Linked DNA regions of Mus musculus: regions 1, 2, 3, 5 and 6 are each linked to region 4. Evidence: chromatin contacts called from public Hi-C, HiCAR-type and HiChIP or PLAC-seq data. All regions are on one chromosome and are shown on one strand. The core of a region is the stretch at or near the end of the contact, and the rest is flanking DNA. Distances in the headings are between cores, read along the strand shown.

What was found. A called contact is a pair of places that touch in the nucleus more often than the background predicts. HiCAR-type assays count read pairs that join an accessible place to other places. HiChIP or PLAC-seq counts read pairs in DNA pulled down with a chosen protein or histone mark.
Region 1: an H3K4me3 HiChIP or PLAC-seq map of embryonic limb bud shows a contact between it and region 4, with 4 times the contacts expected there. The contact joins the enhancer-like site here to the promoter of Mex3b in region 4. A contact is called at or near these places in 9 of 39 promoter capture datasets (the 3T3-L1 cell line, 3T3-L1-derived adipocytes, the C10 cell line and 5 more), 2 of 15 datasets of contacts at CTCF or cohesin (large pre-B cells and pro-B cells), 9 of 484 Hi-C or Micro-C datasets (B cells, CD4 T cells, CD8 T cells and 5 more), 18 of 115 datasets of contacts at active chromatin or transcription factors (the 230-238 cell line, acute myeloid leukemia, astrocytes and 14 more) and 3 of 9 other capture datasets (adipose tissue, embryonic stem cells and liver).
Region 2: a contact with region 4 is called in an H3K4me3 HiChIP or PLAC-seq map of neural progenitor cells, with 6 times the contacts expected there. The contact joins the enhancer-like site here to the promoter of Mex3b in region 4. A contact is called at or near these places in 14 of 39 promoter capture datasets (the 3T3-L1 cell line, 3T3-L1-derived adipocytes, the C10 cell line and 9 more), 1 of 15 datasets of contacts at CTCF or cohesin (the NIH/3T3 cell line), 3 of 484 Hi-C or Micro-C datasets (cerebellar granule neurons, embryonic stem cells and ventral hippocampal neurons), 15 of 115 datasets of contacts at active chromatin or transcription factors (craniofacial prominence, embryonic forebrain, embryonic hindbrain and 9 more) and 1 of 9 other capture datasets (embryonic stem cells).
Region 3: a HiCAR-type map of fibro-adipogenic progenitors shows a contact between it and region 4, with 5 times the contacts expected there. The contact joins the enhancer-like site here to the promoter of Mex3b in region 4. A contact is called at or near these places in 10 of 39 promoter capture datasets (the 3T3-L1 cell line, 3T3-L1-derived adipocytes, cancer-associated fibroblasts and 7 more), 6 of 484 Hi-C or Micro-C datasets (the C2C12 cell line, adipose-derived mesenchymal stem cells, cerebellum and 2 more), 20 of 115 datasets of contacts at active chromatin or transcription factors (the 230-238 cell line, SST interneurons, T-cell acute lymphoblastic leukemia and 14 more) and 1 of 9 other capture datasets (embryonic stem cells).
Region 5: a contact with region 4 is called in a Hi-C map of adipose-derived mesenchymal stem cells, with 5 times the contacts expected there. The contact joins the enhancer-like site here to the promoter of Mex3b in region 4. A contact is called at or near these places in 8 of 39 promoter capture datasets (the 3T3-L1 cell line, the C10 cell line, frontonasal cranial neural crest and 4 more), 4 of 484 Hi-C or Micro-C datasets (adipose-derived mesenchymal stem cells, cortical neurons, embryonic fibroblasts and 1 more) and 16 of 115 datasets of contacts at active chromatin or transcription factors (SST interneurons, bone marrow-derived macrophages, craniofacial prominence and 12 more).
Region 6: a contact with region 4 is called in a Hi-C map of cortical neurons, with 3 times the contacts expected there. The contact joins the enhancer-like site here to the promoter of Mex3b in region 4. A contact is called at or near these places in 12 of 39 promoter capture datasets (the 3T3-L1 cell line, the C10 cell line, cranial neural crest and 8 more), 1 of 15 datasets of contacts at CTCF or cohesin (large pre-B cells), 2 of 484 Hi-C or Micro-C datasets (both in cortical neurons), 16 of 115 datasets of contacts at active chromatin or transcription factors (SST interneurons, astrocytes, craniofacial prominence and 13 more) and 1 of 9 other capture datasets (embryonic stem cells).

Annotation. Positions count from the first base shown.
Region 1 is chr7:83,251,139-83,255,485 of GRCm38.p6, forward strand. No RefSeq gene overlaps it. Among named protein-coding and RNA genes, the nearest start is that of A530021J07Rik, 100 kb to the left of the region's middle. Within about 2 kb of position 2,068, at least 7 of the 459 cell types and tissues checked have an H3K27ac peak or open chromatin away from gene starts, as enhancers often do.
Region 2 is chr7:83,359,379-83,363,634 of GRCm38.p6, forward strand. The region is part of intron 1 of Gm29976 (a long non-coding RNA gene); the gene reads right to left. Among named protein-coding and RNA genes, the nearest start is that of Gm29976, 22 kb to the right of the region's middle. Within about 2 kb of position 2,498, at least 16 of the 459 cell types and tissues checked have an H3K27ac peak or open chromatin away from gene starts, as enhancers often do. A contact at or near this core is called in neural progenitor cells and pro-B cells, where this site is marked.
Region 3 is chr7:83,229,258-83,233,274 of GRCm38.p6, forward strand. No RefSeq gene overlaps it. Among named protein-coding and RNA genes, the nearest start is that of A530021J07Rik, 83 kb to the left of the region's middle. Within about 2 kb of position 1,359, at least 16 of the 459 cell types and tissues checked have an H3K27ac peak or open chromatin away from gene starts, as enhancers often do. A contact at or near this core is called in fibro-adipogenic progenitors, neural stem cells and uterus, where this site is marked.
Region 4 is chr7:82,864,865-82,868,743 of GRCm38.p6, forward strand. Mex3b (mex3 RNA binding family member B) reads left to right here and starts at 2,469. Exons shown (of 2, transcript NM_175366.3): 1 at 2,469-3,063. The coding sequence starts at 2,787. It overlaps Gm36584 (a long non-coding RNA gene), which reads right to left and starts at 2,432. Exons shown (of 5, transcript XR_003946820.1): 1 at 678-2,432.
Region 5 is chr7:83,305,439-83,309,370 of GRCm38.p6, forward strand. No RefSeq gene overlaps it. Among named protein-coding and RNA genes, the nearest start is that of Gm29976, 76 kb to the right of the region's middle. Within about 2 kb of position 1,798, at least 15 of the 459 cell types and tissues checked have an H3K27ac peak or open chromatin away from gene starts, as enhancers often do. A contact at or near this core is called in adipose-derived mesenchymal stem cells and muscle stem cells, where this site is marked.
Region 6 is chr7:83,285,957-83,290,231 of GRCm38.p6, forward strand. No RefSeq gene overlaps it. Among named protein-coding and RNA genes, the nearest start is that of Gm29976, 95 kb to the right of the region's middle. Within about 2 kb of position 1,450, at least 2 of the 459 cell types and tissues checked have an H3K27ac peak or open chromatin away from gene starts, as enhancers often do. A contact at or near this core is called in cortical neurons, where this site is marked.

The DNA.
Region 1 (4,347 bases), core at 818-3,317, 390 kb after region 4:
CTTACAGCACCCAGGACCACCAGGCCTGGAGTGGCACTCCCACATCAGCCGCCAATCAAGAAAACGCACCACAGGCTTTCCCACAGGCCAATTTAATGAGGGCATCTTCTCAACTGAGGTTCTGTCTTCCAATTGTTTCAAGGAGACATAAAGCTAGCCAGCACAATACTTCACTGGCGGTTCATAAATATATGTGTAATGTGTAATATATGAAACTGAATAAACAAATCAATGCATATGGTAGTACAGTGACATAGCTCTTGTGGTAGTTTGAGTAAGAAATGTTGCCATAACCTCAGGTGTTTGAACAGATATGGTTCCCTGTTGAGGTGTTATTTGGGGATGTTGAAGAGGTGCAAGCCTTGCTGGGGTAAGTATATCCCCCTGTAGGCACGTTTTGAAATTATATACCCTCACCCTAAGAAATGCCAGTTTCTTTGCTTTGTGGTTGTTAAAAAAAAAAAAACAACAACAAACAAAAAAAAAAACAAAAAAAAAACCACATCATCATTCAGCTTCCTGCTCCTGCCAGCATAACTTTCCATCATGATGGACTCAGTACTCTGGAACCACAAGTTAAAAAAAAAAGAAAACCCACAAAAACAACAACAAAAACAACCAACCACAACCAACAAAACTCTTCCTTCATAAGTTGTTTTGGACATTGTGTTTTATTAACATATTAACAGAAAAGCAGTTAATACATTTGTCATATATCTGTCTATCTATCTGTCTGTCTGTCTATCTACCTACCTTTCTCTCTACCTATCTGTCTCTCGATCTGACTCATAACCCTTTGGTGAGTTATCTAACTACATCTACAAGTGACATAGTTGCAAAATGGATTATAGAAAGTTGATTGCATTGTGTTAAGAGTATATAAATATGTTCACGACTTTAGACTAGGGCAGAAGCTTACTGAGCCTGCTCCAGATTCTGTAAGGATTTCTTTAAACCAAGTTATGTAGATTTATCTGGATTTTTAGAACGCAAATCAGGAAATAGTCTCAGCCTAGTACACCATACGCGCATGAGTGTGTGTTTAGTGTTTTATGAGCATTGCTATGTTGGTAATTAGAACAGGCTGTATATAAATACATACTATATTGATAAAAGTATGCATTTCAGTTAACATCCACAACTTACATAATTACCCATCACATATGGTATTATGTAAAATACTAGCTTCTGCTCCTTCATGATGACATGAACGAATCTATGTGACACTGTAGTGTAAAGTGATGTAAATGGAGTTTCCATATGCATCTGACATGATGTCTAAACACGTGACGCTATGCAGAGTTATAATACAAGAGTCTGGATATGAACTTGCTTAGAATTATACATTTATTCCATATCTTACTTGGAATTGTGGAAATGTGGCTTTGTATCTAGTGAAGAATTAGATAAATGTGGTCGTGTAGGAATAGGATCTGCTGTCTCTGAAATATAAGTGTATGAGGTCACTGACAGTGAGTGCAACTATCATGTCTGTTATTCTCCTCCCTGGAAGTCTTGGGGAAGATACTGGTTTCTGTAGTAAAGTCAACAAAAATGCATCTATATTTTATCCTACATCATAGAATATATGTATATATAATATATTATAATAATATAGTTAGTATAACATAATGCAATATCTTAATTATATAATGTATAATATATGCATATGTATGCATGTAAAATTGTTCAGTGTTGATTTCTATAAAAATAGGTGTGTTTTAACATTCTTTACTTCAAATATATTTTTCATTGTTCATGTTGGGCAAGCACACCAACATTCTTCATTAAATACAATATTTGCATGTAGCTTTATCTTTTGTTTTCCAGAGTTCCTCTCCTCGCAAGGTCCAGAGCATTCTCTGTGTTCGTAGTAAGCTGAGAGCAGTAACAGCTCTTTCAGGCTGACTCCTGAGGATCATTTTTGGCATTTGCCGAGGTGATCACATTTCTCCTTGTATAGCGTGTCCTGGTTTGTAGCCGTTTCACTTGTGAACATGGTGCCTTGCTTCCACATGCCTGCGCACAGTAAGAATATCCTCGTGCTCCCTCTGTCTCATGCTCACCAGCAGCAACATCCCACAGCTGTTGCTAGTTATCGTCTCTTGGTCTCTCTCCTATCTATCCCGGAAGTCTGTAAAGACAGACTTCATGCTCTTTCCTCACTACATACTTCACGGTGCTTCTGAAGACAGTTTTAATTGTTTCACTGTTTTTTCTGTTAAAAATGTTCTTTTCTCTTCTCTGTGTCATTAGTAACTTGGCCTGGGCTTTGGCTGATTGCCTTTTGTATCTTTCTCAAATTGTGGCTGTACTGATACATAATGAGGTGAGGATCTGGCTGGGGTTTTGCTAGTAAGCCTACCCAAGATGCTTTGCACCTCTTGTTGAAGCCCGTTGTCCCACTTTGGAGATTCTGTTAGGTAAACTGATGATCCTCCTATCCCCACTTTAGGCCCTTAACATCCATCTTTATCTGGTGCGTTCATGAGTGTTGTTGATTATAAGTGAGGCCCAGTACTTCCGGGGGAAGAAGAACATTGGCCATCTTTCAACTTTCTACTAGGCTGCATTTGTCTGTACAGATTTGCCAATGTGAAACCACTTAAATTAGTGCAATAGCCTCCCCTTGCTGGTTATATACTACTTTGTCTTGTTGTTTTGACAGGCTCTCTCACTCACACAGGCTGGGCTGGGACCCACTGCAATCCCCTGCCTCAGCTTTTGGAGTACTGTGACTATAGGTTTGAGCTACCATGCTTAAACTCACACAGATGTCAGAGAATGAATTAGGACAATTTCCTCCCTGCCAACATTCTAGAATCACATGTGTAAGCTTGGATGGCCTTTTCTGAGTACGATGGGGCTCATTTATGACCATCTTAGTGGAGATTCTCTCTGTGCTGAGCTGACTGCCCATTTTATATTTGTGCTGTAATAGGAGGTACCGGCCTTTCAGTTTTTTCTCACTTTTCGTTTTTGTAAATTAGTCTTTTGGACTTTGTATATATAATCTAGGTTTCAAATTTACTAGCATAAATTTCTTCTTCTTAACTTTGAACATAGCCATTTATTCTTAATATTCTCTATTTGAACTCTCTGCTTTCTTGTGTTTTAACGCCGCCCCCCAGAGTTCTATCGAATTTCTTAGATTTCTAACTAATCTACTTTCAGCTTTGACGGTGATTTTTATTTAATTCACATTGTATTTATCTGTCTTGCCTTTACATTTCCTTAATTTTCATCCTTTTTTCTTATTAAAAATTAAACTGTTTTGGTTTGAAAATTTGCCATAATGTTTACATGTTATTCTTCATGGCTGCTCTGTGGATATTGTATGTGTTAGTGGTATTTTTATGTTTTCCTTGAGATGTAATTACATTTATCTCCTCCCCCAACTCCTCCCACTGCTCTTGGGAGTGGAGCCTTCTCTGTACTGTAGTCCACCCACTGGGTGTCTGTCTCACCATTAATGCAAACTCCCCTTCTGCTGGCAGCTATCCTATGTCAACAGGTCCTCAGCTCGGAGTGGGATTTTATGTTGTGTCCCTTCTGCCCCCGACCTCCTCCATGTTCCACGCTGAGGCTTCCTCTTGCTTATGCTTGCACACGGGTCTTGTGTGTGCTGTCCCAGTCACTGTGAATTCAGAGGTACAACTACCTTGTTGAGTCCGGAAAATGTCGTTTCTTTGGAATTATTCACCACCTCTGGATCTTGCAGTCTTTTGCCATCTTCTGGGAAGATCTTTGCTTCTTGGGGGCGAGGGTATGAAATGTACCTCCCATTTAGGGCTGGACACTCCACAGTCTCTTATGATGGAGAGAGGGCTCAGAGAGAGTGTATTCTTCTCTTGCTATATTGGTTGGTTGGTTGGTTGGTTGGTTGGTTGGTTGGTTGGTTGTGTTGGTTGATTGTTTGTTTTGTTTTGTTTTTCCAAACAGGGGTTTTTTCTATAGCCCTGGCTGTCCTGGAACTCGCTCTGTAGACCAGGCTGGCCTCAAACTCATAGAGATCTGCCAGTTTCCGCCCCCTGAGTTCTGAGATTAAAGACCTGTGCCACTAAACTTGGCTCTACATAGTTTTTAAAGTTAGCATTTGGTTCTTTAACTTTCTCCTTTCTGTTTTCTTCTCTTCTTCAATCCAAGAGTCCTTAGGATGAATGTTTTAAATCTAACAAACATTATGGAGATGTGTTTTTTTATCTGCTCTGACTTCTCAAATGCATTGTATGGGGTGAGGATCAGCAACAGCCGTGTATATTTTGTCAAAACACCCTTTGCAGCCCCAAATGCATCAACTTTTATATAGGTCCTCATTAATTAACAAAGATATACTTTGATTTCTTC
Region 2 (4,256 bases), core at 1,248-3,747, 490 kb after region 4:
AATTTGTACCACAATAGATCAGTGTAACATGGCTGAGAGGAACAAAAGCAATGGAGACAAGAAAGAGTTCTCAACAAACAGTCCTGAAACAACTGGATATCCATCCACATGTGAAGAGAGGAATCTGAACACTGAGTTGCCACTATTTCAAGGCTGGGAGTTGGCTCAGCAGTTAAGAGGCTCACTGCTCTTCTGGAGGACTGACATTCAGTTCCCCAGCACCCATGCCAGGTGACTTAGGACCACACGTAACTCCAACTCCAAAGGGTTAGACGTCTTCTTCTGGCCTTCGTGGCACCTGTGTATATGTGGCATACGTTCACAAAGACAAGCAAAAATTAAAATAAAAGGCAAATCTAAAACATTATCTCACAATGCATTCTACAGTAAACATAAGACATGAAACTACAAAGTTCCTAAAAAGGTGACATAGGAGAAGGCTGCAGGCTGGAGCTCAGTGGCAGAGGGCTTGCCTAGCATGCACAGGGTTTTAAGTTCACTATTCAGTTCTGCCAGTAAAAATAAAGTAAGAGAAAATGTAAATGACCTTGGGTTTGGCAAAGACTTTTTCGAAAGGACACCAAAAGCACAATCCATGACAGAAAGAATTAATAAGCAGGACTTCATTAAAATTAAAAACCTCTGCTCTGTGAAAGACAAAGTCGAGAGAGTGAAAAAGACAAGTGCAGCCTGGGAAAGAGTATTTGCAAAGGACGTCTGATAGAACGCTATTATCTAAAATATACAAAGAAGGCTAAAAAGTCAACAATAAAAGATAAACAATCTGATTAAAATGGGTGGAACCTATGACAGATAACTCATCAAAAAAGACATTAAAATGGTAAATAGCCATTTGGGAAGGTGTTCTATTTCACATGTCATTGGGAATCACAAACTAAAGCGGCAGCGACATGCACTACAGGCCAATGAGATCAGCGTAGACTCCAAATGCTGGTAAGGATACAAAGGAATAGGTTTATTCTTGTCTGGTGGGAATCCAAGACAGAACAGCCACTCTCAAAGTCAGTTGGACACTCTGTTACAGAACTAAACAAAGTCATAGAGTTTTCTCTAACAATAGCATGTGTTAGTATTTGCCCTAAAGGGATGAAAATTCATATCCATATGAGAATTTTCACATGGACATTTATGGCAACACTGCTCATTGTTTCCCAGACTGGGAACCAATCCAGGTGCTCTCCAAGAGGAGGATTGGTGCATATACTGTGGTGCATCCAGACAATGGAACATCACTATATACTAGGAAGAAATGAGCCATTGAGTCGTGAGAAGATATGGAGGAGACTTAAAGCGTCTTAGTAGGTGGTTGAAGTGAGCTGAAAAGGCGTTGTGCTGTATGTCTCCGATCATTTCATATTCTGGAAAAGGAAAAAGTATGGATAAATAGAAGAGATCAGAGTTTAAGAAGGAGCAGAGATGAGCAAGTGGGACTCACGGAGAATATCAGAGCAGTGAAGCTATCATGTGTGATACAACAATGTTGGGAACATGCCATTACACATTTATGAAAACACATAGACTGTGATTATGATGTGTCAATGCAGGCTCATCCAGTGTAACAAAAGTGCCACTGCTTCATCAAATGAGCTAGCAGACCATGCAGCAAGTGGATACATACAGGAGTTATATGGAAACTTCCTGAACTTTCTGATCAATTTGGGCATGAAATTAAAATCTGCACAAGTAAAGAATGTCTACTGAACAACAGTTATGGCAATGCCCCCCAAATGATCAGAGATGATTAAAATTAGTAGCTCCATAGAAGATCTCAGACCAAACACCCATTAATTTGGGGTTAAAATTTCTTCTCCATCCTTTCTCTCTGCCTCAGAACTTGGGTCATTCTTGAGAAGAAAAGGACTTTTCAAAGGACTGTGCAGTTACCTGGGAGACTCAATCTCTAACCAGAGGTGACCTGGCATGAACAGTGTCAGCTTTTCTCGATTCAGCAGTGCTGGGGGCCCAAGAAGAGTTCGGTTTCTAGATAAATAGTATGCATCTGGGTCCATTTCCTCTGCATGCCCAGAGCTGCTTAAACAGGCTTCTGTAAGGTGCATGCACAAGTTGATCTTTAAAAGAAAAAGAATCCTGGAAAGATTGTATCAGGCTTATCTCCCTCTCAGCAACTAGCACTTATGAAGCTGCACATGACAAGTGGCCCCACTTGATACCTTGATACCAAGTGGACACACTAATACCTACCTCTCACAGGCAGATGGCATTGTTCCCAACTCTAAAGGGTAAGTTCACCACTTTCCTGTTGAATGGCCACACAATGCATAAGGAGCCTCATAAGAAAGGCTACCCAAATTCAAATGCCACCAAGACTTGACATCAAGAGACACAGATGTCCCCTGATGTGTGAGCTCAGAGCTAGAGAATTCCAGGGCAGGGACAGGACATTGTCAAACTCACTCCTCTGAGAGATCACAGAGCAGATGGAAAGCAGTGAATTGAAACCTACTTCCTTCTTCCTGTCCCTAGAAACTGGAAGGTACTGTGTCAGGCCCCAGTCTTCCTGCCTCTGTTTGTGCTCAAGCCAGATGCATGCAAGGCAGCTTCAGGAGGCTGCTCTTTGTTTGGACCACAGAAAGATTTTTAGATTAGATTTGAGTAAGCCAGAGCAGGCAGGTGGCTGGTGTCTTTGAGATGCAGAAATTGCTCTTGTTGCTCCTCTGTGGCTTCACCATTCAGATACTGACAAAGGGAAAGAGGAGGGGAACTCAGGAAAACTTAGAGTATCACTGGGCAAATTGAACAGGCTTGGCAAAGTGGTCACAAGGGATTAAAAGCCCTCACTTTCTCTGGGGTGCCTCTTCAATCTTCTCACCTGACAAAAACCTGGTCACTCAGATTATACCTCTAAGAGCAGGGCCAGAGGTGACAAAGGCAAGGGCTGATTAGAGATAGTAGGAAATACAAGACCAGGCTTGCACACTGCTGAAGCAAACACCTTTTTGCAACATCAGTATATGTCTGCTAGGTACAGATGTTACTAATGGACACAGTGTCATCTTATATTGTGACTGGAGATGACTGGATCATGGTTGGAACTGGAGAGAGTGACAGACTGAGCAAAGTAATATGGGATGATGGATACTACTGATTGCTCACTTGACAGAATCTAGACTCCCCCAGGAAACAGAGCTCCAGGCATGCTCATGAGAGGTCATCCAGAAGCTTAGCCAGGGTGAGAAGACTCACCTTAACTGTGGACAGTGCCATCCCATAGGCTGGGCACCTGCACTGGATACGAGCCAGCTCTGCGCTTCCTGTGGACACTATGTGACCAGCTGTCTCAAGCTCCTGCTGCTATGCCTTTCCCCCAAGATTCCTTTGAACTATGAGCCCAAATAAATCTTTCCTTCCCTAAGATGTTTTGATCAAGTGTTTTGTCTCAGTAAGAAGATAAGTAATGGATACATATGGCATCTTGTCAAATGCAATGAGGAAAGCGCAAACCCTCTAGGTGAGAGCACAGTGCAATTAAGACAGGGGTAATAGGGAGCTGGAGAGATGGCTCAGCGGTTAAGAGCACTGACTGCTCTTCCAGAGGTCCTGAGTTCAATTCCCAGCAACTACATGGTGGCTCACAACAATCTATAATGGGATCTGATGCCCTCTCCTGGTGTGTCTGAAGATAGCAACAGTGTACTCATACACATAAAATAAATAAATCTTAAGAAGAAAGAAGGAAAGAAAGGAAAGAAAGAAGGAAAGAAAGGAAAGAAAGGAAAGAAAGGAAGGAAAGAAAGAAAGGAAGGAAGAAAGAGAGAGAGAGAGTAGTAGTGATAGATGCTGAGCACAAACAGTTCTCTGCTCTTTCCCTTCCCTAGGCTTGGAGATCATCTCAGAAGTTGTCATGGATGGGTCCTAAGAGTTAGGGTCGTCAGACATCTTCAGCAAACAAGTGTTTGTCAGGCATGATAGCACCACTGCATGTAGGAACTCACAGCAGCTGGGACTGCTTAACCAAGCCCTGTACAAGATCATGCTGGCCGGAACCTCAGCAGACATGAGGACAACCTCATGAAGTTCTCTCCACATGAATGAGCTATTGGCAACTGATAACTGCTGGGGGTTGGAGCCATCACTTTTCCAGTTTCCTTCTGGAATCCAGCCCCTAGGTACCTTCCCATGACCCACTAGCATGACTCTACATCCATACTCACACAGAAAACACTGTGTAGGCTCAGTGGGTTTGAAGAGGAAAGGAGCACATAAAATTGGGAGAT
Region 3 (4,017 bases), core at 109-2,608, 360 kb after region 4:
CATATTTCCTTACTTGCTGGTGTAACGTAGGTAAGCATTCATGACCCCAGTCACTGTACTGATTGTGTGGTTGTATAACTTAAACACAACCTTTTCACAATTATCTCTATGTACGTGAACTTGTTTCTTGCTTCTTAAATGCTTTCTTCATTTGATAAAAAAATGACACAATAATTGTACATATTTATGAGGCAAAAGGTGATAATTTGATGCATTTGTACAATATATAATGATCAAATCATGATAATTAGCATTACTTCCTAGAGGTTTATTATTTCTGACTGCAGAAGTAACAGAAAGCCTTGCAATCCAGCAGACCTTCTAGCGAGTGTACTTCCTCATCTAACTATTCCCCCAAATACTGCAAAGTCAATTATTCACTGCAGGTGTGAGCTCTCTCCTCCTTCATTCTACATCACTCCCTCTTGGCTGGCTGTTGTCTCTTTCCATACAGAGATGGGGAGAAAAATGAAGCAACTTAATAAGTCAAGTCTAGGATTGGGTGGAGTCTAGGGTTGGGTGAGGATTTACAGGAAGTATTATTAGTAAATAGCTGTGATTCATAGTCTTCTGCACCCCTCTGCTCCTCCATTTCCATGGAGAATTAAAAGTTGTTTACAAAAAACAAATTTGAAGAGCAGGAGGAATGTTGACAGGGTTAGTCATGGGTGTGTTTAAACCATGTGGCTTTAATAGACCTACAGTGACACAAGTCTCCAAATACTTTATCATACGAGAAAAAAAAAAAAACCCTGCACCAACTAAAAACAGTTTTGTTTTGATTCGTTGTGTTAAAATATTTACAGAAGGAAAAAAATGTTGGACCCCGCTGTGGTTTGTATGTCCTCAGCAAAACTCGGATTGCAATTCAGTCCAACTGTGATGGAGTCGGAGTGTAGAAATGACTAGGGTGGAGGTGGGACCTTCTGTGGTCAAGGTGAAGTGAGGCATGACAGTGAAGGCTGCAGGTTTACAACAAGAAGAAGGGAGACCTGAGCTAGGATGCCCTGCTCCATCTTCTCATACCATAAACAAGGTGGCACTCAGCAGAGCCCTCCATCAGCAAGGAAGAATTTACTACATGGATCTTACACTTTCAAACCTCCAGTACTGCAAGCCGGGTAAACCTTTATTCTTTGTAAACTATCCAGAATGTGGCGTCAGTTAAATGACATGACACAGCCCGAAAACTCATGGCATTTAGGGCAGAAGGCAAGCATGCCAGATGAAAGAGAACAGGGAGGAAGTAAGCTAGTCACATTGTTCAAGGAAAGGCCAGGTCTCCATCGGGGGTGAGGTCTCCGAAGGATGAGAGAAAGGCAGTTTCAAATATGCAGGCACTGGGTATCCCCAAGACAAGAAAAGCCAATGGGTAGGAGAGATGGGCAGGAGCAGGACTATAGGACCAGCCTTTTGGCTGCACAGCTTGTGGGGCAGTGAGTATCAGGTTGCAAGTTCAGTGCTCAGGGGGGCTGGAAAAGAGTAAATTAAGTCACTCTGTGGCTAGATAAGTGAAGCAGGCCTGGCTGAAGATTTGGGAACAGAGCCAACACATGAAACTCAGAACAAGCAAAAATGAACATTAACTTAGACCTGAGGTCATCAGAATTTCCTGTAAGACACTGACTATGGACTGTAACCTATTTTTCTGCATGGATGATCTTAGACTATCAGAACCATTTGCCCTCGTCTTTGTAGAGCAAAAGCAGCCACAGGCCTTGGCAGGGCTGGGTTCTAATAAAATTGTATTTAGAGAACAGATTTAAATGTCACATAATCTTCATATGTCACAAAATAAACTTTTTTCTCAACTATTTAAAAATGTAAAACCTATTCTTAGCTCATTGGCTGCACAAACCCAGGCAGTGAGCCAGGGCCACCCTTTGCCAACTCCTGCATTAAAGGAATAAGGGCAGGGCTGGAGTAGGGGAGAGAAACAGAGACTGAAGAGGCTGTGAAGACAAGTATTAAGGTTTTTAAGAGTCCAGGGACAGCCCCCTTCCCACCCTTCTCCCAAAAGAATTTTTCCAAGCCCAGACAGAAGTAGCCATGTGTATGTAGCACATCAAAATTAGATAATAGTTAATTTTAGTGGTTGGAACAGTCAGAGAAATTTTGCCTTTTGAATATAATAATTGGTCAGGAATGGGATTCAAACTCATACCTTCGAGGGAGATTATAACCTGAATGTAGTTGTTTGGGGTGGGGGTGGGGGTGGGGTAAATGCAGGAGAAAGCAGGAAAGAGGTAAAATACCAATAAAAAATGTCTGGAGAAAACATAAGGTATCATACTATTAATTATTTATCTAAAAGAAACTATGATACATGTAATTCTGTTTATAAATGTATAAATATACATATTACACATAGTTTTTTTTATTTTTATTTTATTTTTAATTCATTTTTTAAACTCCATATTCCATCCCTGAACCCCTGTCCACCCTCCGACTGCTCCATGTCCCACACTTCTTCCCCACCCCACACTGTCTCCATATGGATGTCCCCACCCCCACCCCACCTGACCGCTAAACTTCCTGGGGCCTCCAGTCTCTTGAGGGTTAGGTGCATCATCTCTGAATGAACACAGACCCAGCAGACCTCTACTGTATGTGTGTTGGGGGACTCCATATCAGCTGGTATATGCTGTCTGTTTGGTGGTCCAGTGCTTATAAGATCTCCTGGGTCTAGATTAATTAGGACTTCTGGTCCTCCTACAGGGTTGCCCTTCTCCTCAGCTTCTTTCAGTCTTCCCTAATTCAACAACAGGGGTCAGCTGCTTCTGTACATTGGTTGGGTGCAAATATCTGCAAATGACTCTTGCAGTTGCTTGTTGGGTCTTTTGGAGGGCAGTCATGATAGATCCTTTTTTTGTGAGTGCTCCATAGTCTCAGTAATAGTATCAGGCCTTGGGACCTCCCATTGATTTGGATCCCACTTTAGGCCTGTCGCTGGACCTTCTTTTCCTCAGGCTTATCTCCATTTCCATCCCTGTAATTCATTCAAAGAGCAACAATTATGAGTCAGAGGTGTGACTGTGGCATGGCAACCCCATCCCTCACTTCTTGCTGGAGGTGGTCTCTATAAGTTCCCTCTCCATACTGTTGGACATTTCATCTAAGGTTCCTCTCTTTGAGTCCTGGGAATCTCTCACCTCCCAGGTCTCTGGTGCATCCTGGGGGTTTCCTCCAACCTCCTATTTCCTGAGGTTGCCTGTTTCCATTCTTTCTGCTGGCCCTCAGGGCTTCAGTACTTTTCTTTCACCCAATACCAGATCAGGTTCCCCTCTTCCCCCCACTTCCTCCACCCCACCCACTTTCCCTCACAGATCCCCCCCCCCTTTCTCCAAACTTGTGATTGCTTTCTTCTCTCTCCCAAGTGCGACTGAGGTGTCTTCACTTGGACACTTCAGCTTGTTGAGCTTTTTGAGTTCTGTGGACTGTATCTTGTGTATTCTATATTATTATTTTATTTTTGGCTAATATCTACTTATTAGTGAGTACATACCATGCATGTTCTTTTGGGTCTGAGTTACCTCACTCAGGATGATATTTTCTAGTTCCATCCATTTGTATGCAAAACTCAGGATGTCCTCATTCTTAATAGCTGAGTAGTATTCCATTAGTTTTAATGAGCTTTTTGTCATCTGGGATGGCAATGCTCCCTCTGAGAGCAAAAGACCACCTAACAAAGACTTCAACAACAGATATGAGATGCTCTCTTTTGAGTTGTTGTTGATCAGGGTTGCTGAAGAGACTCTTAAACCAGTACAGACTATTACACTTTTCATTGGTTGCCACACAAAGGAGGAAGGTAAGTCCATATTGCAGAGGGCACCATGGATTTCAGATGGAAGTCCCAGAAGTTCTAGAGCTGGAATTGACTTAGAAGTCTTCTTCTTGAGAACCAGATTTCACCATCCAGGCTTCCAAAAGAGGGAAGGAGCCAACAGTCCTACCTAGCTCCAAAACCTATGATTTCCTTAACAAAACCTATGACCTCCTTAACAAGGAAACAAT
Region 4 (3,879 bases), core at 1,219-3,718:
TGAAATCTTATTACAAGCAGGTTCCAGGGGGAATAGAGTTATGGCAGGCTTGCAAAAAATCTATGGGCAAGCTCCCTGCAGCAAGTTTCCTGAGGGACCCTCCATCCCAGTTACACGTACACAATCAGTTTCGTGTTCGTTTTAAAGGAACAGCAGTGGACCCCAAAAGGAAGCTAACATGTTGTGCTTGCAAGGTGAAAACGGGCTTTTCAGAACTGCCTCTTTTGTTAACGTTTAAAAATCAGGATATCACGTTGTAACCCAGACTGGTCCAAAACTCACTATATAGCCCAGGCTGTCCTGGAATTGGTTGAAATCCCTGCCCTCCCTCACCCTCTCAGATGACAGGCAGGGGCCTCGCGGCCAGGCTCTCTTTTGCTTCTTGCCGTCATGAATGCTCTTTCATTACTCTTTCTAGGCAGGGCGCTTTTGCTCCAGTACCTAGTTTAGGGTCCTCAAGTGCACTCCTTCCTCATTCACAAACCAATTTGACTCCGAGTTCATAAGCAGGAATTCTCTACTGGTCAGCGAACTCTCTCTGCACCACCATTTTCTTACCCCCACCCCCACCCCGTCCACTCCCGCCCCTTATAGAACTGATTCTTTGAAGAAAAACACAGCCAGCTTGGGGAAGCTGACGTAAACATCCTGAGGAAATAGCCACAGTAAAGCCGCACCTCAGCCTCATTTCCCTAGGGAAATAATCAGCACCTCTGCCCCGAGACAGCTCCAGGTGAGTTTGGAGCTTGGGATCACCTTCGCACGCTTGGAAGTGCAGGCGCTGGCAGAACAGTCCGCTCCCAAGTGCACTGCCAACCATTGTCACTTTTAACCACCCAGGCATTGGGCAGGGGAGGTATTGTGGATAAAAGCCGAGGTGCGGGGTGATCCCTTTTTTCTGGGTCCCTCAGATCTGCCCCAGGTCCCCAGGGTCGCCCCCAGCGGGGAAGGGGTTCTCCAGTAAACCAGTCTGCGGTGTACACAAGTCGCCTCGGAATCACCAGGAGGCGTCTCTCCCGGCAGACCTTAACAGGATTAGGGAAAGCCTGGACTACTAGCCTGCAGGGCGCAGGGGCGCGGATAAACAGGCGGGCTCCGGGAACAAAGGACGGAGAAGCGGATGCGCTTTGAGCAGGGAAGGGGCGTCCTCCTCTCGCAGGAGGGAGATGCGCCGAGGCCCGAACCCCGCCCCGGCCCGCCCCTCAAAACCTCCTTTCTTTTCGCTTGCGCTCGGAGGCTATCGGTGGAGAAGCCAGGAGGGGGCGCAGTTCGCCTTGGCCGCCCGCTAGTCCTGTCGCACCCTTCCTCCGCCGCCTCCCCCAACCCGAGAAGCGCACAAAGAGCGCCAGGCCCGACCACACACCTCCCGGCGGGGCCGGGCTGGGCGGAGGGCGGGGCCGGCGCGCTCTGGGCTCCTCTCAGGCACTGCGCATGCCTGACCGCAGGGAGGGGCGGGCCTGGGAGCGGCGGGCGCGCACGCCCTCACTGTTCCCGGGCAGTGTAGGGCTGGCGTCCCGGCAGTGGGCGCGCGGCGCTCGTGCGCGTGTGGGAGCCCGCGGGGTCTCAGTCCGCGCGCCAGGCATGTGCGGGACCCTAGAGGTCACCTGCAGCGGTGCGGGTCGGGCCCTTTCTGCAACCGGTTTCTGGTTTTGGCATTCGTTCTTTCAGGGCCACTTGGGCAAAGTGCTACCCAAGGGGACGGAAATGTGAGCGCGCGCGCGAGTGGCAGTGTGGGCGGGCGTGTCTTTTGTGTGGCGTGCGCTCCCGCGCAGGTGGGCAGCTCGCGCCCAGCAGTCACAATACCAATGGGGCCCAGGATCTCGAGCCTTTGGTTCCGCGTCCCAGGGTTGGGCCGCCCTGTGGTACAGATACCTTGTACAGTATACCGTCCACCTAGTGGTCGCGTCGGCTCCAGGGATGCTTTATTTGGGGGCAGTAACGGGACTTTAGAAGGACCGCTCTTTGGAGCTTGGCGGCTGGCATCACAGTTGGGCGCCTTTTCTTCTCAACCTGGAGAGGAAAGAGACTTGAGGACAGTGGTTGTCCTCGGCTGATAGGTACATATAAATGTCCCGAGCCAGCCGGTCCCGCATTAGACAACAAAGAGAGGCGTTCGCGGCGGCGGCGGGGGAGGGGCGCGGCCGGGAGGAGGCCGGGGCGGGCTGCGGCGAGCTCGATGGGGGTGGCGCTGGCTCCGCTCTCTCAGCCCCGGCCTCCGCCCGCCCCCGGCCTGGCGCGCGCCAATCGCCTCCCCCAGCGATAGTGTCAGTAGCATTGTAGTGTCAGCTCCCGCCGGTGACGTTGCGCCTCCCTCGTCCCCCTCCGGAGCCGTCTGGCTGCAGAGGCTCAGTCAAGAGGCGGGTAGGAGAGGAGGAAAAAGCGCTGAGTGAGGGCGGGCGGGAGGGAGGGAGGGAGGGAGTGGAGGAGCCGGGGAGGGGCTCCTTAAAGAAACGCTGCTGTCGCTCGCCTGTTCGCTTTGCGCTCGGCATTGTGGCCAGCCAGCCGGGCACTCGGGGGGCACGCGCGGCCGCCGCTCGAGCTCTGCCCCCACCCCAACCGCCAGCAGATCTGGGGTGGGGACCCAGGCGGGGGCTCTTGCAGCCACTGCCCGGTGCGGATTGCACGCAGAGACCCACTCCTCCGAGCGCCGAAAAACGAGCCACGGAGCCCTCCGCAGCCGACCGGCCTCCCCGCCCCTGACTGCCGGCTTCCCGGCTGCCTTTGTGGCTGCACCTTCTAGCTGCCGAGCAGAGAGCCGGCTGGGGCGCGGCGCGCACGGCGGAGCGATGCCCAGCTCGCTGTTTGCAGACCTGGAGCGCAACGGCAGCGGCGGCGGCGGGGGAGGCGGCGGCGGGGGAGGCGGCGGTGGCAGCGGCGGGGGAGAGACTCTGGATGACCAAAGAGCCCTGCAGCTTGCGCTCGATCAGCTCTCCCTGTTGGGACTGGACAGTGATGAGGGCGCCTCTTTGTACGACAGCGAACCGCGCAAGAAGAGCGTGAACATGACCGAGTGCGTGCCGGTACCCAGTTCCGAACACGTCGCGGAGATCGTAGGGAGGCAAGGTGGGTCCGGCAGGGATGGGGACCGGAGGGGTGTGTAGGATCTCCGCCACCGCCTCACTGTGAGGGCGGGTGCAGGAACGGGAGCTGTGGCGCGGGGGAGCCTTGGGGAGGGAGGAAGAGCCGCGCGATGGGCCGGCGCACTAGACAAAGAAAGTGCAGGCAGGCTGTCTTCCACAGCGGCGCCAGTGCCGCGGCGGGATGCACTTTCTCCTGCTAAAATCACTGCCTTTTCCTCTAGTGCTCCAGACTTAGTCCACTCTAGGAAAGATGTTTAAAATATAATATACTGGGGGAGGGGACCTCTGGTGGTCCTTTGGGAGGGGGCAGTATGGGGGGGGGTCGTCCGAAGGGATGAGGATTCGGGATTTCTGCAAAGCGGAATGGAATAGAGTCCAGGGAAGGAACAATGGGTCCCAGGACTGCCATTCTCTTAACCCCACCCCTAGTCCTCCAGAGTCTAGGGATCGCGGCTTCCCGGGAGCCCCTGGTCTTCAAGGCAATCAGTGTGCTCAGTTGGATACCAGCAGCATCCCCCTAGATGACTTTTCTGGGGTTCTGCGCTTTGCTTGGGACGACTGCAGTTACCGGGGGAGGGCCAGGCAGCCAATGGGCTATTTATTCCTCGAGCGTTTCGAGGACAGAACCGGCGGTCCAGCTCCTAGCGCGGTTCGGGGTCAGCGAGGGAGACGCCCCCTTTCTCTGGTCGCGTGTTCTGCTGCCCAGCTGCCTTGGGCGCGGGCTGTCCCGGGTCTCCGCGGTTATCCTGGGATAATGGGCGTGTCTCTTTCTCTATTTCTCCTACTCCCTCCCTTGAAC
Region 5 (3,932 bases), core at 548-3,047, 440 kb after region 4:
TTGCCAAGTTGGAAAGGGGCCAATTGTACTAAATTATGTCAACCTGATATAATCTAAAGTCATCTGAAAGGAGGAAACCTCAACTTAACAACAACAACAACTACAACTACAACATCATACAATCTTGCTGTATGTTAGCTTTTTCTTAATTAGTTAGGACATTTTTCTAATCAATGAGTGACAGGGAAGGGGCCCACCCATTGTGGGTGTTTCCATCCCTGGTATGGTGGTCTTGGATTCTATAAGAAAGCAGGATGAGCACGCAAGTGGAAGGAGCCAGTAAGCAGCATCCCTCCATGGCTTCTGCATCCATTCCTGCCCTGCCTGTGTGTCTTCCCTCACTGCTTTTGATGATGAACTATGAGCAAAATAAAACCTTTCCTCCCCAAGTTGCTTGTGGTCATAGTGTTTTATAACAGCAATAGCAACCCTAACTAATACAGCAACAAATTTAAAGGCAACATGTAAAATGGGTTTGAAAAATTAAAATATGGCCTGGAGAGATGGCTCAACAGTTAAGAGCATTTGTTACTCTGGGAGAAGACCTGAGTTTGGTTCCCAACACCCACTTTGATTGGTCCACAGCCATCTGTAACACCAGCTCCAAAACCATCAATTCCTGTCAATCACACTCATCTGCAATTCTCTCTCTCTCTCCCTCTCTCTCTCTCTCTCTTCCTTTCCTCTCCCCCTCTCACCTTCCTTCCTTGCACATCACACACATTCACACATGCACACACACATGAAAATTTTTTAAAAAGTAAATATTTGTTGGATGACAAGAGTCACCATTTTTATAATTCACTTATTCTCCTAAATTAACATGAAAGTAATTTTATAATCAAAAATTTCCTTTTATTTTTAAATCTTTCATCTATTTTCTCTATACATGGTACAGAAAAAAAAACTGTAGCTAGGATATACAGGACAATAGAGCAAATAAGAGTTCCAACGTAATTTTATGTTGAGGTTTAAATCGAGATATGATAATTTTACCATTTTAGCAAGTGAAAATTGGGAATAGGACAAAGAGTTTCAGTGTATGTTGGACAACCACCATCCTTTAAAAAAAATAGTAAATTGAAACCTTCTACCCCTCCTATCATACAATAAACTCCTGTCAGTCAAAAAGATAAGGTGGTCAGGGAGAAGTGACTATTTATACAAGTCTAGAATAGTAAGAACTGAAGTTTCTATAGCAGAAATACTGAATTCTGACATAGTCTAAACATTGACACATTCAAATATATAACACCAGTTCCATAGGTATGAGAGATAATCACAAAAATAAATGGCAAAGAGTTTTCCATGTATACTGTAAACAAAAAGGTCTTCATGCTTTTATGACCAATTTTCTAAATCAATGGGAGCCATGCATTTAAAATCACATTTCTTCAGCTTGGCAGAATAGATAAACACGTTGACATGAGTAATTGCAGGGGCCTGTGTTGGGTACAATGATGACATCCTTGTTACCATTTATGACGAGCAAAATCTCCCCAGAGACTGTCAAATGTTCCCTGCTCCATGATAATTCCTCTTAGTCAAGAGGCACTTTTCTAGAAGAAAAATTTCCTGAGGATATTTTTCCTGACAGAGTGAGGTGGGAGATTTAGAATAAAGTGGAAGCTCCTTTCATTCATCCCCTAGTTCCTAGTTATGCAAACACTCCCTGTTTCTGTTGCTGATGTGATACTAAGGGCAATAAACAAGCCTTCACCAGTGCTTGACTCCTCTTGCTCAGACAAGAGTAAATCCTGTGCCCTGATCTTCCTAGGAGTATGGGACATTCCTGGAAAGTGAGTCACAGGTATATCCAGCAAGCTTTCCTTCCAACCCTCTGCTGTTGCTCTGGCCTCTGAATCCGTGGTCCATCCCTGGCTCCAAGCCAACACACTTACAGAACAGTGATCCTTTCCAATGAGTGTGTCTACCAGTCATACTCTCTTGCAACCACAGTAATGATGTTTCATGTCTAAAAGTTCCACAGAGTTCATGATGACACAGCATGCATTTAGAGTCCTTCTTTGACACTGCCTGGTGCTCCTGGGAAGGGGCTTTCTGTGTCCTGCTGGCACTGTTTTGTCCCACAGGTTCATGGTGGTTTGCAAATGGTTCTTCAGCTTGATTAGAAATCTCTCACTCTCCAGAGTTCAAAGAGTCCAGCTTAGAAAGAGGACAGGTTGGTAAGGAGCTGCATTTTGCTCAAACTGCCTGCTCTTGGTGTTGAAGGAAAGTCTGCATTATTGCTACACTTAGAATGTCTTCTCCAATACAGGCTTTTCCAGGGTAATCTGCACCTTAGGTCTCTAAAGTGCTAAGCAATGTCTGGATCTTCTTTAAGTCCAAGTCAGGAGTCCTGGGCTTGGGGAGGAGGAATCAGGAAGGTAAGTGGAAGAAAAATACATGGAAAGGTGGAGAAGAGGAAGGGTTCCTTGGGGATATAGTTCATAGAGAGCTGGGCCCAGAAAAGTAGAGGAGGAAGCTGAAGCATCTTGCCGTGTTAGAATCAGCAATTATTCAAAAGACCTTCTTGTAGCCAGACAAGAGGGGATCCCCTTGGCCACACCTGGTGCCATTTAACAACACCATAATAACATTAGTCACTTCATAAGGATGAGATAAAAGTCAAGAGTTAAAACCAAATAATAATAATTAATAATAATAATAATAATAAAATTTTGTGAGTTTAAGGCCAGCCTGGTCTACAGAGTGAGCTCCAGGATAGTCAGAGCTTCACAGAGAAATCCTGTCTTGAAAAACCAAAAGATAAAAGAATATAAATAAATAAAAAAAAACCCAAGAGTTGATAATGATAATTTAAAAGGAGCAGACAAAGTAGTTAGAGGAAGAGAATGTAAGAGAGTGGAAGTCCCTTTAACAGTGACCTTACTAAAAGTAGCATGCATGACAGTGAAGGGCACGGCAGTGCAGTGCTTGCTCCAATGCAGAGGAAGGTGCGACTCTGTATGGCTTATCACTCTTTCCTAAATATTATTTTCAAGTAGTAAATGTTTGTATGATAGAAGTGTAATAGTCACCTATGAAGATATGTTCATATCATATCCCTTGAAAGTAATGTTGTAGCAGACACTTGTGCTGGTCAATCCTTGGCATAAGGATTGTTCTGTTTACCTTAGAAAGGTGTTTCCAGCACAGTTGCCCTGGGCAAAGGCATTGTGCTGCCTGCAGAGTGAATGAACTTGAAACGTAATTCCTTGCCCTTTCTGTTAAACTTGTTGAAGGATGTAGAATTGTTCCTACCCACAATCCCACTCCTTCCTGACCCACACATGGTTGTACCTTTGCTCAAACAAATGCCTTTCTGAGCCACCTACTACCAGTTGGGATTCTGCTAGGTCATAAGGCCAAAGCCCTACACAGCACATTGGCAGTGCAACCAGAAATCTCTGAAGGTAAAGCTGAAGTTAAAGCAGACTAGCTAGGTGGGACAGGGTTCACTGAGCTTGCTGGACTTTAGCCTATTTTCCTCTCTCGAATTCAGTACTTTGTTCCAAATGTGTGTCCTGGTCCCTGCCATCCTAAGACTGAACATGTTAGAAGACCATCTGACATCAGCAAGAAATTAAGCCAGCAGACAATCCTGCACTCGTTGACTTTCTGATTCTTTGTTGTTGTTGTTGTTGTTTTGTTTGTTTGTTTGTTTGTTTTTTCAAGACAGGGTTTCTCTGTATAGCTCTGGCTATCCTGGAACTCACTTTGTAGACCAGGCTGGCCTCGAACTCAGAATTCCACCTGCCTCTGTCTCCCGAGTGCTGTGTGTCCAGCAGAAGCATGGCTGGGACCATTAGCAAGGTTGTGCCTCCGGGTTCTCCCAGGATCCTCGCGTTGTTCTATTCACAGCTATCAGTGAAGTGGCGTCTGGCCCCTCTGCTTTGCATCCCTTTCTAGTGAAGAAAAGTTATATGTCA
Region 6 (4,275 bases), core at 200-2,699, 420 kb after region 4:
CCAAACCTGGGGCAGATTTTAAGAACAAGCTGAGGGAAACAACAAAAATACTCATTACAGGAAACTGAATCATTCGACTTTCTTATTACTTAAGTTTCAACTCCTGATCCCTAGTCATCTATGGAGGCTGTTTGTGTAGATAGAAGAACACATTTAAAAATCTGTCCAAAATCATACCACTCTTATATAAGCCCACATATGCAAAGTTAGCATATCTGGAGACACTCAAGCATTCTGGCCCTTCCATAGGCCTCAATGCATGCACCTCAGGAGATGTGACCCACACCAGGAAAAAGGAAAGTAAGGGGGCCTTCAAGAGGATGACTTGAAAATTTCTCCTCTCCACACCATAATCACTATATAAGAGATCAGTTCAGAAAGTTATGGCCATTCTCATAACCACATAACATGCCTAACTCATCAAGATGCTAGCTCTTTCTGTCACAACATTACTCTCACGACACAAACTCTGTCATAACCTTTATGAAGGGTAAACCTTCATTCTTCCCTCCATTTATTAAAAAATTCCAGATAATTCTAGGACCTGATATCTGGAAATCTAGCAGGTCTAAGTCTTCATTTTGTCCCAAGCAAACCCTAATAAAAAGATGTTTGTGCCTGAGACATAAGGGACACTGGACAAGGACACGAAGGAACACAGAAAGATAAACTAAAATTTCATCTCCTCCCCAGATTTTTAAACAAAACTTTCATCACTTCTGGCCAGTCTTTCAGGCAAACATCTTCATAAGGATGCATTCTCAACAGATCACTGGATTGCACCCTCCTTCCGTGGTCTGTGCAGGAGAGGTGGTTAGGGCAGGGAGCTGAGTGTTTACTATGTAAACCAGATAGTAAACACTTCAGGTCCTGAGACTTAGTTATTGTCTCTACCTTTTATATTCCTTTGGGGTTTTATGTTTGTTTATAACACACTTTAAAGATGTCAAACTTATTCTTCGTGCTTATGGCCGTATAAAACCAACTATGGTTTGCCGACCTGTAAAGTTAGACACTGCAGCCAGCCAAGGAGCTGAACTCCTGGCATGTTCACATCTGAATATTTATGTGTTTCAGAAAATGGAGGGTGGGGATCAAAACAGGACCCCTGACCCACAGCATTCAGTAATGAAATATGCAGGATAGGAACAACACAGTCAGAAAAACGCGGGCCTAGACCGCTCAGAAGTTGGGGAGGAGAGTCAAGCCTAGAGTCACTTGGAACCTTCAGGTCTCCCTACAGGATGGCTACTATAAAGCTCCAGTCTACTGCATGTTGCTGGTAGCTTGCTGTCCTAGGGGAGAGATAAAACTATGCTTAGAGCATGAAAATAGTTCTCATATGTAAAGTGAGGTAAAAATAGCTCTCACCTCCAGGTTGTTTTGCAGCATAAATAGAATGATGAATATGAATTTGCTCATTATGAAGTGTAGCTCCAGTTATTATCCTGGAAGAGACCTGATTAAAATGACTAATTAGACAAGAGTTTTTGGCAGAACCTTTCCTGGGGTAACAGTCCTGATGTGATGTATTTTAAGCATACTTACTTGATGCGTGTTTTCCGCTCGTTCTCACTTAGGCTCCGCACTTTTCTAGAGCAAGAGCTGGGCTGAGTCCCTCCTCCAGCTGTAGCATCAAGCCCAGGGCCAGGAGCATAGCTGTGGTTGGGTAAATATATATTTTAGATAAATAGCTTTACTTCAAAGGATAATGTAAAAGTTAAAGATTTGTGTGTTTGCTTGGCCTTTCCTAGGCATTTTTAAACCATGAAGGAATTTCAATTTAAGATGGCTGTCAGAATAGATACATGTGGAACATTCAGTAGGCCTGACAATAAAGGAGAAAATGCATGCAAACAGGTAAATCACTCTTGTGTACAATAGAAAACAAATTCAGCTTTCCTTGGTGAAGAGTCTATATGGAGAGGGTGAAAGAACAGGGACCAAATTGAAAATGGAAACTATGAGTGAAATGTATATAGAGAGGCAATTGTTGGAAAAAGACTTGGGCAGCTCTAGAGTGCTGCCATCCAGGCTGCAGATAAAAGAGCAAAGGGGAAGCCACAGAGGGGCAGACTCCTCTCTGTTTTACCATGTTAGACCAAACCACGCACAACAGGATGCAGACATCTACCTGACAAGCAAGACCACATATCACTGGTTCTCTGCATATGTAGGTTCCACACTGACAGAATCAACTAATTGAAGGGGGAAAATACTCATTACACCCTATCCAATATAGTGTAGCATCTACTTATGCAGTATGCATATTGTATTGGCTATTATAAGTAACCCAGAGATGATGGACATGTTATATGCAAATACTTGTGCCAATTTATATAAAGGATTTGGACATGCACACATTCGTTTATCTGCAGAGGATATCTGAAACCAATTCCCACTGATCCCAGGGCACATTTGTGCTGCCTACTTGGTCCTAGGAGGAATAGAAAGCCCCTGTACCCAAAGATGTCAATGCTGAAAATATACCCCCACATATACAATGCAGATAACAAATAGTGCAAATGTTTATTACTGAATGAATTGCATAAAGGTACACTTCAGGAAAGCCGAATTAATGTTCAGAAGAAACAAAGACACTTAGATCATACTGAATCAAATAATTGTAATGGATGTAAGGACAAAACTCACTGACAGTAAGTAATCTTTTCAGAAAAGACAATACAAAGATGGGCATGGTAGTACTGCCTATAATCTGAGATAGAGGTAGGATGACCAGAAGTTCAAGGTCATTGTTAGCTACTAGGGAGTTGGAGGGCAGTCTGGACTACCTGAGACCTCATCTCAAACACACACACACACACACACACACACACAAAACTGATTTATAATCACATGAAAGGATAGTCAAAATCCTCAAAAACAAGAGGATATAGGCTAGAATAAAGTGATGTTATTTTTCAATCATGAATTTTAAAAGGTTTATCATATCTAATACTGATAATATAAGTAAATCAGTGTCCTAATCACAGCTGTGGTCTAGTGCAACCTCGAGTCTGTAATAATGAAAAATGACAGAGCAATCACATGTGTCTTTATCCACCTCACTCTTATGAGCTCACTATGAATGTACTAGTATGTTCACCAATGTAATGTCAGGAGTGGAAAAGCTAAAAAAGTACAAGCCAAAATAAACACCATGGGCTGTGCATGCTATAGTGATCATGAATAGACAGAACACTGTACATATCAACGAGGAAAGGACTACAAAGCAATGTTCAGTGAGAAAAATGATTCACAAAATAAGAACTGTGGTACAAAATTTCTGTAAAGAATCAATCTTGTAAGTGATAGGTACATAGATGATAGGTAGATGGCAGATCGATAGATAGGCAGAAAAATGGATTCAAATTCTATAAATTCAGGCTTTGAGTAGTGTAAGTGTAAAGTGAGAATGTTTTAATGTCTTCCTTTGGAATTAAAACAGAAGTTAAGTGCCAAGGATTGCTTAGTTGCACTGGCTGGGTGACCTCAGTGCCACCTACCCTTCAACCAGGAAGAGGACGATATCCTGGTTTAAATGCTAAGACTTTGCCTCCCCCTGCTCAATGGTGCCTTTAGTGTTCGGTACTTCAACTTAATTATTACAATGCTGGCAATGTTATTACACCAAAAATGTGATTAAAAACAAAATCAGAGAGTAGCAGATCTGGGCTCAGGAGAGCCAGGTAAACTTGTTCACGTGAATGGCTCAAAGTCCACCCTTAGTCAACATTTTTCTTTTTCTACCTTTAATAATCATGCATAAGTCATAATCAGTCACTCTGTCCACAAAATGCTGAATTCCCTTCTTCTTGTAGGGACCTTTAACAATCTCCTCTACGCAGTTTAGGAATTGAGTAGAAACACTGAATTATGAGACCTCAAAGATGCGAGGCTGTTTCAAATAGGAAAGAAAAACTTGTTTCCAAGCAAGGAAAAATAATGCATTCACTGTTAATGTCATCATCTTCCTGGCTTTGCACCCCTTTCCCAAGTGACTCAACAATGCCTTCACTCTAATCTTGCAGTGCAGCCACGCCCCACCTCAGCTTCCTGAGCACCCCACTGGGGAGTTCCCTCTGCCAGATTACCTGGGGCTCCCATCAGTCTGGGGCTGCCTGAGCTGTTTTTCTCCTTAGTGATTTAACAGCACACCATGGTTTCCTCGGTGACACAACAGACCCAGAGCCAATAAACTCCCTTCTAAGTAATGTAAAGCATATTCAAGCATGGTAACGATTATGTTTCCATGGCTAAAAAGGAACTAGCCTT